Regions from separate parts of the Hordeum vulgare genome. Here region 2 is linked to region 1. A link is a contact called in public Hi-C data. All regions are on one chromosome and are shown on one strand. Each heading gives the region's core, a stretch centred on a gene start, on an enhancer-like site or on the middle of the called end of the contact. The rest is flanking DNA. Distances are from core to core; before and after follow the strand shown.

The links. A called contact is a pair of places that touch in the nucleus more often than the background predicts.
Region 2: a Hi-C map of seedling shows a contact between it and region 1, with 2.6 times the contacts expected there. The contact joins the promoter of LOC123402033 here to the promoter of LOC123403155 in region 1. A contact is called at or near these places in 4 of 6 Hi-C or Micro-C datasets (leaf, seedling and an unstated tissue).

What each region holds. Positions count from the first base shown.
Region 1 is chr6H:345,956,555-345,962,926 of MorexV3_pseudomolecules_assembly, forward strand. It overlaps LOC123403155, which reads right to left and starts at 3,646. Exons shown (of 4, transcript XM_045097117.1): 1 at 3,496-3,646; 2 at 2,092-2,382; 3 at 1,308-1,544; 4 at 1-342. The coding sequence starts at 2,340. The coding sequence ends at 67.
Region 2 is chr6H:346,157,294-346,163,665 of MorexV3_pseudomolecules_assembly, forward strand. It overlaps LOC123402033, which reads right to left and starts at 2,688. Exons shown (of 3, transcript XM_045095891.1): 1 at 2,206-2,688; 2 at 1,448-1,522. The coding sequence starts at 2,401.

The DNA of each region.
Region 1 (6,372 bases), core at 2,396-4,895:
ACCCATCTCACCTACACACCCATCATATTCTTTCAAGTGTCAAAAAAGGACAGTGGAACGCCAGAACTAAGACTTCTGTGCATGTGGACGCCAATTCCCTCTGCAAAGCTCCTCCATAAGATGAACAAACTTTTGAGGCTGTTGCCACCACATTGGTTCCGAAGTGGTTGGCCTTTCATACCGCTCTTCCTGAGAGCCCTCGTTTTGTGTGAATTTCTCTGAGAAACTGCGCCATTGTTGCATGGAGCGCTTCAGCCGGGCAGTTCGCTTACCGGTAACCAGATATCTAGTGTAGTCCCTCGCAAGGCGGTACAGCTCCTCCCCTCTGATAATATGGATGTACTGCAACCATTACACAAAATATAAGTGATTTAGATTAAAGTCATGAGTGCTTAATGTTAAGGATCAAACTAAGCACAAATACACAACTGAGATTTTGTACAGGTATATAAATCACTTGTTATTCCCATATTGCATGTGGAGGATGCAACCTATTCATAGGGAAGAAAATTACTTCATAAGCACATGGTATGCACTACTTAACTACCACACAATCTTTCACTATAACCCGGACCAAGTAAGCAACAAGCAATAAACTAAAATCTTTCAATACAAGCAGAACCAAACAGCGACCAGCAATGAACTAAACATTTCAATACAACCTTAACCAAGCAAGCGACCGGCAATGAACCAAAATATTCCAACCTGAACCAACCAGACGACTGGCAAAGAACTAAAATCTTTCAATACAACCCGAACCAAACAGCGACCAGCAATGATTTAAACCTTTCAATACAAACCGAACCAAGCAAACGACCAGCAATGAACCAAAATGTTTCAACCTGAACCAAGCAGACAACTGGCAATGAACTAAAATCTTTCAATACAACCTGAACCAAACAGCGACCAGCAATAAACTACTACCTCTGTCCTATAATGCACGACGTTTTTTGACACTAGTGTAGTGCCATTTAATGTCTTACACTATGGGACGGAGGGAGTATCCGTCAACATACAGCACTTGATGACTAAAACATACTCAGAGAAAACTATTTTGGTACAAATGGTCCAAGGCTGGCTCTAATTACAAGGAAAATGCTAGATGGCATGGTTATTCTACTAAAAACTAACTATATAACAAGAAATTTCCAAAAGTGTGACCTAATTATTTGCTGAATAGCCATCAATCATTATAACATAACTAGAAAGTGGAGCTACACTACAGTTTACAAATCAGGAGCAGTAGATGGAAAGAAATAGCATTCTGAAAGAAAGGATAAACACAACAAGAAAGCAGTGATAGTTACCACAAGTATAAAAGCAACAGTTGCTAAGATAACTTGGACTACTTCATCCAATGATTCCTTGAATGATTCATCTTCTGGGCCACCGGAACCACCATTGCCTCCACGCCTGTTTCCATTCCCTCCACCTCCACCAGATGCTTGTTCTCTCAGCTTGCTAAATTTCTCTTTCAACACATCTTGTATGGGTCGTGGCTTTTTTGCATCAGCCATAGCCTTCTTCAAATGATCCATAAAGGGCTGTAACAAGGCAACAAACAAGTTAAGCAGACTGTCCTACCACACTCCTAATAGAAACCAAATCAAATGTATGTACGTGCACCTTTCCAGCACAAATCATCCAGTGCATCATAAATTGAGAAAATAGAACCCTATTTTTGCTCCATGCAGCTAACTTTTACTTCTATGACCAAGCCAGACCATGCACCTAATTAGAAACCCAGAATATTGAGTATGAATACAAAACTGTGCCTGTTTCAATAACTTGATGGTCTCACATATGCTCTATTCTGATAAAAAAAGCAATCATCATTTTTTTTGTCAACAGAGAAATATCAGACACAAGGAAAAATAGCCTTTCGACCAACCCAGATCACACGAGTTAAATATCTTAGTTCCAGGAGCATGCCATGATCATGTTTTGGGAGAAGGTGGAGCAAGGTTGAAACAAATAATGACAGACATGTTAGTTCGTTAAAAAGAACAATAGCATTCATGACTATTTTATGGGTTCAGGCACATACTCCCGTCATGCATAATCAAGCATAGAGACATGGAATATGCTTACATCATTGTCAAGCTCAGGGTTCCCTTTTCCACTTGAGGCACATACAGGAGTAAGCCTTGTGTGGCTAGCAGCAACAAGAACAAGTCGTGGGTAGATATGCTTATCAAGCTTGCGAAATCCGAGAGGATGTGACCGTATGGAATACTGGGGGACAGGTAGTAATCTGCAGGTCTTCCCAAGACCCGTTATGGGTCTGTCCACAATGAGCCCAGTATGAGGCTTGCAAGTTGTAGCTTGGAAGTAGCTCATGGTTTTCTTTTGCTTGAATCGCCGAATTCACCAGGGGCAAACCTGTAGATTTACAGCGAGCATGAGATATTTCTTGAATACACGAAGATGGGTTTTATCCATCAGAAGCAAAAAACAAGTACGGAACAGTAAATGAAGTAGGAGCAATAAACCAATCCATGTTCTTGTATTCACCATAGTTCAATCGTACAAGTGGAAACATATTCAAATAAGAAGTAAAGTGGAAATACATCAAGGTTGTCAATCTATTCTGACAGCTTCAATTTCATCAGATAATCTTGAACAAGACAATTCCTCTTCTGCAGATGGTAAATAAAAGCATATGTGTACGATGCTCCCTTGTGGTTTAATATTAATAACCACCTGGAGGAAATATTTAGGCCTTGTTTGGATTACCGTTTTCGTCTCAGATATCCCTGTAAAAATACAGATCTCTGCCCATCGTTTTGTTTCCCGCTGAAAATCTGCTCATGGCCGGTAACATAGAAGTGCAAAATAAATACGTCTGTATTAGATTACACCACTTCCAAGCGCAGCCTTAGCGTGATTCCCACAATCTCACGTCTCAAATAATCCTATTATGAGTATATAATGCCAAATGCCAATCATTTAATACGGAATTCACAACTAAACATGCACTAGCTTGCTCATGCTCAAACCAACTTATGGAAAACCACAGGTTAAATGGATAAAATTCTGCGTCGGAACGATTAAAGCTACAGGACACACAGCTACAATGATTCTCCCGTCCCTCCCATACAACAGAATGAACCTTCTCCGGGAACTCCGTCACAAATCACATGCGAAAACGCCGCTGGCCAGGAAGGGTGTCGGAATTGGCGGTAAGAAACAGTGTGTTGGGCTCAGATAAGGGTAGAGGCCGACCACGCCTTTCCCCATCTCCGCGGCGATTTGTACGATCAGGTACCAGGGGGTGAACCACAGCGCAGGGCAGAACATCCTAACGAACCCTAACCGAGCATAAGAAAAAGTGGAAGGTGCCGCTAGGCGCACGAACACTACGACCGTGAGACGGGCAAACCAAACGTACACGAGCGCACGGGAGCACGCGAACGCCGAAGGCGAGGGGGTCACGGATCATGTGAATACGCGAGAGGAAAACGGGGGAGGCGGAGTAGCGTCACGGTCGCTTACCTCGAGCGTCACGGCGGCGGAAGAGGAAGGCTGGACCCCGGCGGTGGGTGGAGGCGTGGCGGGGTTTCCGCGTACGAGGGGGAGGAGAAGATGGGACGGGGAAGAAGAAGGGAAAGAGGCGATTTGGATTGGGGTCCTCGTACTCGGCTCGGGAAGGGAAGTTTTTTTCTTTTCTTTTTACCACTCGGGTCGGGAAGTGTTTTTTTTTTAGGCGTAGTCGGGCCAAGTACGGGCCTATTTGACACCTTCAGCGCCACTTATATTCTCTGACCTAGCAGATTGCTTCCTACGGCTATGCCATGCACAAGTACCTTCAGCGTGAAATCACTAATTGAGGAGTATATCTTTCAAAAGCCATTTCCATTTTTTAGTTGCGAGTCACTGCATACGTGTCATTCATTGCCATCTGAAGGTTTTTCTATTTTTCTTAGATTCATATTTTCAACACGTTTTATCTCTCCTAAATCGTTCGTCCAAAACTCAAACCATTTTCACCGTTGGATTTTTTACGTCGAGATCTTCAAAACTATATTTAATATTAATAGATTTTGAAGAATTTTTTTTCGCGAAAGAACCGGAGCAAAGGAACCGCGACTCTCGTGATAGGTAAAAAACAGAAAGCGCATATTTCTTCATTTTTTTCCTTTTCAAGAGGTGTGCCTCTCACGAAGGTGAAACCGTGCCTCTCGTAAAAAAAACACGTTTTCCTCCCTCTCACAAAGATAAAATTGTGTCTCTCGTGGAGACATACCCGTGCCTCGCGTGAAAAAAAACAGAAAAACATTTTTTTTCCTTTTCAAGAGGCACGGCTGTGCCTCTCGCGAAGGCAATACTATGCCTCTCGCGGAAGCAAAAACTGTGCCTCTCGCAAAAAAAGCAAAAAAATAATTTTTTTTTGTTTCCGAAAGACACGGTCGTGTCTCTCGCGAAGCAAAATCGTGGCTCTTGCAACAAAACAGAAAATGTTGTTTTCATGCATTTTTTGTCGGAAAACTAAGAAAGACTGATGAAAAATGAAAACATAAAAAAAATTAAAAAAATCAATCTAAAAAGCCAAAAACGCATCTAAAAAATAAATAAACCAAAATCCAGAAGAAACACTTAGAAGGCGACATGTGACGGCGACTAAAAACATGTCAAGTTGGTGCGTGGGAATACTTACTAGGAGGCGTTAACCAGTTGATCTCGTTCAGCGCTACTTACAACTATTAATGGTACGTGGCAAGTGAAGCTGATCACAATGGGTCGGCCCATCTAACATTTTATGCGAGAAGTCTGTCCTGGTCTTGAGAAGATTCTGGAAGCTTCAGGGCAAATATTTTGTTTCTCTTTTTCATTTTAGTTTTCTGCACCATTTCTTTCCAGTTTTGTGCGATTATTTACTTTTTCCTTTTTTGTTCAAACACATAAGTTGTTTAGATTTTGAACTTTTCTAAAATTCACAAACCTTTTTCGAAATTTATAAAGTTAATTTAAATTGTTTTATATTAAAATTCATGTTTTTTTCAAATTTGTGATCTTTTTCAAAATTTATGAAACATTCCAAATTTGTGATGTTTTACAAACAAAATTCCAAACTTTTTTAAATTTTGTGAACCCTTTCATTTTTCTATTTTTTTAATATACGAATTTTTTAAACTCATGATTTTGTTTTTCAATTTTCCTGAACTTTTTTGGAATTCAACTGTCCACTCGTCAACGAGACAGGTCAACTTAGAACCGGAGCGAACTCCTCACCTCTTTTATGGGGCCTGCCCCGAGATCAGGCAGAGCGTCTACAACTGGCATATAACGCACTGTTTTTTTAAAAAGTCTTAAAACTTTTTTTAGTCCCAACTAAAAAGTCTTTAGTCCTTATCCGTTTTTTTCAGTGACTAAACAGGGACTAGAGATCATTAAATGACATGCAAAAAGACCATGTTACCCCTAGTAATGCAATAGAAGTTATTAAATGACATGCTAAAAGTAGGGACACTGTTGGAAAAAGTGTCCAAAAGTCCCAAAAAGACCCTTCCATAGAGACTTCTTTCCTTAGTCTCAAATACGCTTTTTTAGTTCCTAAAAGTCCCTCCTGTTTCTTTCACATGAGACTAAAAGAGATTTTTTCTAGTCCCTATAGCAAAAAGTCCATGTAAAGGAACACCCCCTAAGGCGCCAACTAGGAGCACTCTAGCTTGGAGCGCCACACCATATGCATGACCCAATAATGTTTTGTTTGTTCCAAAAAATGTTTCTAATTTAATATATTTAAATAAAATAATTAAGACCAGATAATGATAAAAATGCTTCTATACCTAAAAAAAATCATATAAGCGGGTAAACAAAATCATATATGAGAAATAATGTTGGTCTCATGTTTATAAAAAGATCTTGACATGTTAAAAAGGAGTTAATCTATTTTTGAAAATGTCCGTGCACAACAAAATTTATGTTCAAAATATGTTTGTATATTTGCTCCACCAAAAAATTAGAGTAAAAGAGAAATAAAAGTAACAACAAAATCATAAAAAAAGTTGAAAAAAGGAAAAGGAAAAAGAGAATGGACGCAAAATGTAGAAAGGTTATGCCTTCATGGTAAATGTAGAAAGGAAAAGGAACTAAAAGCGAGATCAAACAAATGTTGAAGAAATATCGTTTTGGAGCATCATCCCATGTAGCGCAGCCTTGCAATTCTTCACCACCAACCCAAACTGTTTGAAGTGAACCAAGCCGTAGAACAAACCGAAAGAAGATTTCAATGTCAACACACCAAGAGTCAGTCAACTGCTTCCCTTGATTGATATACCAACTGACAATGCCTTGACTAAGGGACCTCTCACCACATCAACTCCTGATCCGATGGGCCAAGTAGAGTACCCCTTTGTCGGTTCTGTCTTG
Region 2 (6,372 bases), core at 1,438-3,937, 200 kb after region 1:
AACATCAGAACTATACTAAGTATGCATCAGTATTAAAGGAATGGGGTTATACGTGGACTGACTGCAGCAATGCGAGAATAGAGAGAGGAGACTAGTCCTATCGAAGACTAGCATCTTCAACGTCTTACAGCAATAGACGAGAGTAGAGCAAGCAACACAAATATATAGTCCTATTGTTGTGCATTATTAATTAAGGTCATGCCCAAAGATCGTTCCTCGACTCCCTGCGAGAAAGCAATCCCGGAGCAAACATTCCAGTTAAGTAACATTTAAAGTTGTATAAGATCAGGGCACAACTCCAAGTTGTCCTGTAACCATGGACATGGCTATTCGAATAGTTAATTTTCATCCCTGCAGGGTGCACCACAGTACCGAACACGCTTGATAAACAAGCCGGACACACTTTCATGGGTCATGCCCGGCCTCAGAACATCAACACGTCGCAACCCTACCTAGGCTCAATAGGGGGGCTAGCTCGATGGTCTAAATCCTAAGTGCGTAGGGGTCATGTGCCTATCACCCTTTGCGCTCCTGCATGATGCAAGGGCGTCCAATGTCAGTCATGGCACCTCTTATACAAGAACGATGCTTATATCGGCCACTCGGGCACGCGTAGCTCCGTTGCTGACGTCTGAAGAGATTCAGCTGATACCACGACGTCGAGTACCCATAACTTATCACAGGTGAAGGTTAGCGCGAAAAGGTCTCCCGACCAACTCACATCAAATACCCAAATCTCTTTAGCATTTGCATTAACACTGCAGCGACAATCAGCAATCCACGATATGTGGTCCCATCACCCCGTCTATAGGATGTGTGGCAAGGGCCTAGAATGCCCGGCCACGCCCCGTCACATTTACGCGGGAATCCACCCGCAACACACCTCATCATTTTCCCAGTAGCAAGGTCAAGTAATTGTGCGCCTGTAACATCAGAGGGATCCGAGGTATCACCATCGATGGATTCTGAATGATGTAACCATCAAGGTGGCTAGGGAGGAATCACCCTCAATGGACCACGTTTGATGGGTTGTACGACAGAGTCGTTATCGAAGGTGGTGAAGGAGGAATCACCTTCCGAGAACCATCGCCAGTCAACTACACTACAACGCTAACATCGGAGTACGTAATGAGGTGTCACCCTCGGTACTTGATAGTAGCTCTGCAGCGTCGTACGACTTAGGGGGTGTGAGTGATGTGAAGGGTCTTGGCTCGTCGATCAGTAGATCGAGATTTGGTGATAAAGCGGGCAACTGGACTAAGGGGTAAATGGTGATCACTGCTCCACCTATACTAAACAGTTTAAAGTGCAGTAAAATAAAGTAGCAGTTCATCAAAAACAGGTTATGCATCAGAATAGGAGCTATCTACAACAGTAGAAAAATCTAATACAAGCATGAGGAAGAAATAATAGGCGATATAGGAATGATCAAGGGGGGTTTGCTTGCCTGGTTGCTCTACAGACAAAAACGGATCCTCGACCAGGAAGAAGTCAATCACCGGATCATCATCGGTCTTGGGGTCTACCGGAAAGGAAGTAATATAGGTGAAACATTATAAATAATAGAGCAATCAATTGCATCACAAAGCATGACATGGCTATATGCGACGCTAGGTATGAGCTAACACAGTATTACACGTAATGGATGGAGCGGGAAAATAGTTGACGATATATCTTCGGTTTGTGGCTACTACCACAAGGATAAATCGGGGAGGAAAGTTCTATGTTCATCATGCTAGGAGCATGTGACAAATGAAAGGATAGCGTATTCAGATTTTGTGATTTTTCTGATCAACTTTCATATATAAATTATTTTCATTGACTACAGATTATTTTATATTAATTTTTAAAGTTTTATTATTTTTTAGGAATTAACATATTTGTTCAATTAGAAAATACTAAAATGACATCAGTATGACCTCACTATGATGTCAGCAGTCAACATGACTCCTCAATGGTCAGACTAACCTGTGGGGCCCATCTGTCATAAATACAGGGTTGTTTGATTTAATTAAAACATCTAATTAACTAAGAGGGCCCCACGCATGAGTGGGTCATTAACTTTAAACTAATTAAATTATTTAATTTAATTTAATTATTAGGTTAATTAGGTGGTGCCACCAATTAGTGCACGGGCTAATTAACTAAAGTATTTTAATTAGTCCTAAACTAAAGTAGTCTGAATCTAAACAAGGGCCGACCCACCTGGTAGTGGCACCGGCCACACACTCACACGCGCGCGTGCTGGGTTGCCTTGACCATGGCTTTGGCCATGACCGGCAGCATCAGTAGCAGCCGCCGAGGAGAGGGGAAGGCCCATGCGCTGGCCGGGGCACAGTGGGGAGCGGTGGCGGACGCAGCGCAGGGGCGCGGTTGGAGGTGTAGGTGGCGAAGGGGGCATAAGCGACGAGCGCCACCGACGCCTGGCCAGGGCGAGGCCGCGTGCGGGAGGACGTGGGCGCGGCACACGCAGTGCAGGGCAGCCGCGGAGGCCAACGACTTGGGCGTGGGGCGAGCGGCGCAGCGGGCGGCGCGGGGAGCAGCGTGCCGCAGTGGGGCGAAGGCGGGCAAGCTTGCGGTGGGGGGGAGGGTGCGGCGAGGGGGAGGGGCCGCCGGAGTGGTGCCGAAGGATAGGGTGCGCACGACAATCGGACCAAGGGGGAAAGAGAAGTGGGGAGGGAAGGAGGGAGCAACTCACCCCCGTATGGAGGGGAGTAGCAGCAGGCTCGGGGGGGAGGCGGGGGAGGCCGGCGGTGAGGAGGATCCAGCGGAGGGGCGCGATGGCCGGCGAGGAAGGTTGGCGGCGCGGACGTTCTCCCAATCCAGTCGGGGCGAGGGGGATAGGGGAGTGAGAGGAGAGGGGGGAGTGGGGCGACAGCGGTGGATTGTCGGTGGGATGAGGGTATAGGGCCCAGGGTGGGCCGATCGGGCCGACCGATTGGGGAGGCCAGGCTGGGTTTCGGCCCAAGGGGGAAGGGGCTTCTTTTCTCCCCTTTTTTTATGTTTTTATTTTTGCTTTTTTATTTTATTTTATTTCTGTTTTATATATTTTAGTAAGAGTAATCTTTTTTAAAAATATAGAACTCGGTCCATTATCTATATTACATTTTTAGACACTGCCATAAAAAGTTTGACATTTATTTAAAGTGGTTTGGAAATTTATATGATTTAAAAAGGGCATTAAAATTATTGTTTGTCTTATGTTTTAATTGTTTTAAGGGCTTTAATTACTCACAAAAATGGTGGTTCAAATTTTAGAAACACCAGTGGATTATTTGCAACTCATTCATGATTTTTATTTTATAGTTTGAAGAAATAATTTATTTGACTTTAATTTTAATTTGAATTTAGTTTTGGTTTTTATCAAGTGGCAATTTATCTTAGCTAATCTTGATAACATGGCACCATTAGGGTGTGATTACTGTAGCTTGATTACAACCTGTAGCCTAATCCGGAGATGTCACACGGCCCATGCCACTCATGCCGTCCATAGGAGCTCCCATGCCTCCCATGGTCATGACTCTTTTTTTGACCAAGACTTCTTCATGGGCAAGATTGACGTACTCCTTTTGCTTCTCATCGAGGGTAGATGTGTCCATAAAGATCAAGTACTTCTCCCGTTCCAACAATCTAGTTCGCTCCTGCATGGCCAATATCTTCTCCTCCAATGCCACCTTCCTCTCCTCGACCGCCACCCTCCTCTCCTCGGCCGCCAACCTCCTCTCCTCGGCCGCCGCATCTTGCTTCCTTGCCATCTTCCTCACCTCGTCGCTTCCTTCCTTGCGTTCACAATAGCTTCCATGTCATGTTTTAGCTCATCATCTCCTTTCCTCTTCTTCTTTTCTTTTGCGTCTTTCTTGCCTCCATTTGGTCTTTTGGCTTCGAGTAGGCAACCAAGTTTGGTGTAGGGCTTCTCTTGCCGCCATCACTTGATGCCTCCTCCTCGTCATCATCCAAATCAATAGTTTGCTTGTGTGTGTTGCTCTCCTCATTGGCACCTTCACGGGGCTTCCATTTCTCATCATGCTTCAACGCATCATAGCAATGGGGCAAGGTAAATGGCCACCCTTTCTTGTTCTTTCCTTTTTTGGTCTTCTTCTCCTCTCCTTGAAATATGTTTTGTGCAATAGTGAGCTACAAACAAAAGAACAAGTTAGCACTTGAAACACTAAAGAAGAAGCATGAACAAAGAAGAGACATGAACATGGAAGAACCGTGAAAGAAATGGCACTTACCCTATCTCTATCATTAGTGGCACTTGGGTTTAACGTGTCAACTACCTTAAGTGCAGCCGCCCACCTTTGACAATCTTTGTTGGTTGTCAACCACCGGAAGCAAAGAGATCTTTCTGACCGGTCAATTCCTATTTGTTGTGCAAATCAAAGTGCTCCTTCATACGGATCCAATATGCATCTCTACTTTGGTCCCCTCCAACGGTGGCATCCCTAGACACTTGCAACCATGTATTGCATAGCAAGATGTGTTTGTCCATGGTGTAGTTGCCCGCTCTTTCTTTCGGTGCATCAAAGATAACCTCACCATCCTCGTCTACCTCAAACTCATGATCATAAAAATGCACCTCATTGGTTTGAGATCAATGAGAATTGTTGGAGCCAACACCCATAGTTGACATATATGTCTCATCATTAAAACTACAAAGGATATACAAAAAACAAATAAGCTATCCATATGTATCCATTCGAAAAACAACAACGAAAAAAGTGGGCAAAATTTTACCTTGTGGGCATTTCAATGACCACCTTGTGCGCATCGACCGCCGACGCAGCAAGCGAGCTCGTCGGCGCTTCGGTCGCCGCCGCATCCGTCGCACGCCCTGCAAGTCTCTTCTTCGGTCGTCTAGAGGAGCCGTCCACCACCTTGTTCTTCTTCTTGGACACCTTGCCCGTCTTCGCCACCGCCGCATTTGGGAGCTTCGAGTGGGGTCACGTGGCTTCATGGCGGGCGCCGGCGCGACGCCACCCGCCGCCGAGGTTGTCTGTGGCACCATGAAAAGGCCGCGCGCGAGACCGGTGGTTGGAGGAGCACCGACGAAGGCGAAACCAAAGCTCCCAGCGCTAGGGTTTGCGCCGGCGGCGGCGACGACAACGACGACGGGGTCGCGGGTGTAGTGAGGGGTGAGGGGGGGTGCCGGTGCGGCCGTCCATCGAGCGAATTTGTCGGTGGCGACGCGGTCGAAGAGGGTGCGACGCACGCGTTTGAGTGTGCACCACGCTGGAGCGCGCGCATGAAATAAGCGGCGTGCGATGCCGTTTCGCCCCGCATGCTGAACCCTTATGCCGCGTGCGCGGTTTTTGAGCCTACGCTGGAGCGGCTGTGCGCGTGCAAAAAACATATTTTTCCAGCACGACGCTTATATCGCGCGGCTCTTGGAGATGCTCTAATTACTTGATACAAATTATCCTACTATCAAACTATCTGCTATCATACCTTTCAGCATGTGTGTAACATGCCTTTGTTCGGAATGTTTAGAAAAAGATTTTTAAAAAGTAGGACTAGAAAATTTAGTTTTGTTTTATCTGATTAAATTGAGTTATTATAAATTTGAGGGTTTAATTTTATTAAACACCAACCAAAATTAAACTTTTGGTTTTGTTCTTTACTTTTAGTTGGATTTTGTATTTGTGGAATTTGACATTTTAAATTATGTGTATTTGTATTTTGGAACTTCTTTTAATTTTTATTTGAGCTTCTATTCCTGTTCTAGATTTTTTTTCAAAAGATCTAATCCATGAAATATGTTATTTGTCGTCCATTGCATCAAGTTGTCGGTGCTTCGCACACGCAACCGAGCAGCAACACAACCGGCCGGTCCATATAACTGTTCGAGAGCCCCGGTATTAGGAACCTTCTAGAGGTTTCATTTCTGGTTTGGAGAAACTTCTAGAAGGTTCCTGAACACGTTTTTTTTTCTTTTTTATTTGTTCTTTTCTGTTTCTAGTTCCAAATATGTTCTGCATTTTCAGAAAAAAATCTGGATTTTAAAAAAATGTTTGGGATTTTAAAAAATAATTCTTCAAATTCAAAAAATGTTTTTGCATTTCAAAAAAATTTAGATTTTCAAAAATGTTCTAGATTTTGAAAAAATGTTGTGGGTTTTCAAAAAATGTTTTGTATTTTTTGAAAAATGTTTGAGATTTTCATTATATGTTCTTAAAAATGAAATATGTTTTTTTAAGAAAATGATCTAGACTTTTCATAAATTGTTCTTCAAAATCAAAAAATGGTTTTTTCTTTTAGAAATGTTTTTACGAAAGAAATAATGTTTTATTTTATTCCTTCCTATTTCTTTTTCTTTCAGTTTTCATTTTCCAACTATTTTTTTATATGTTCATGTTGTTTTAACAATTATAC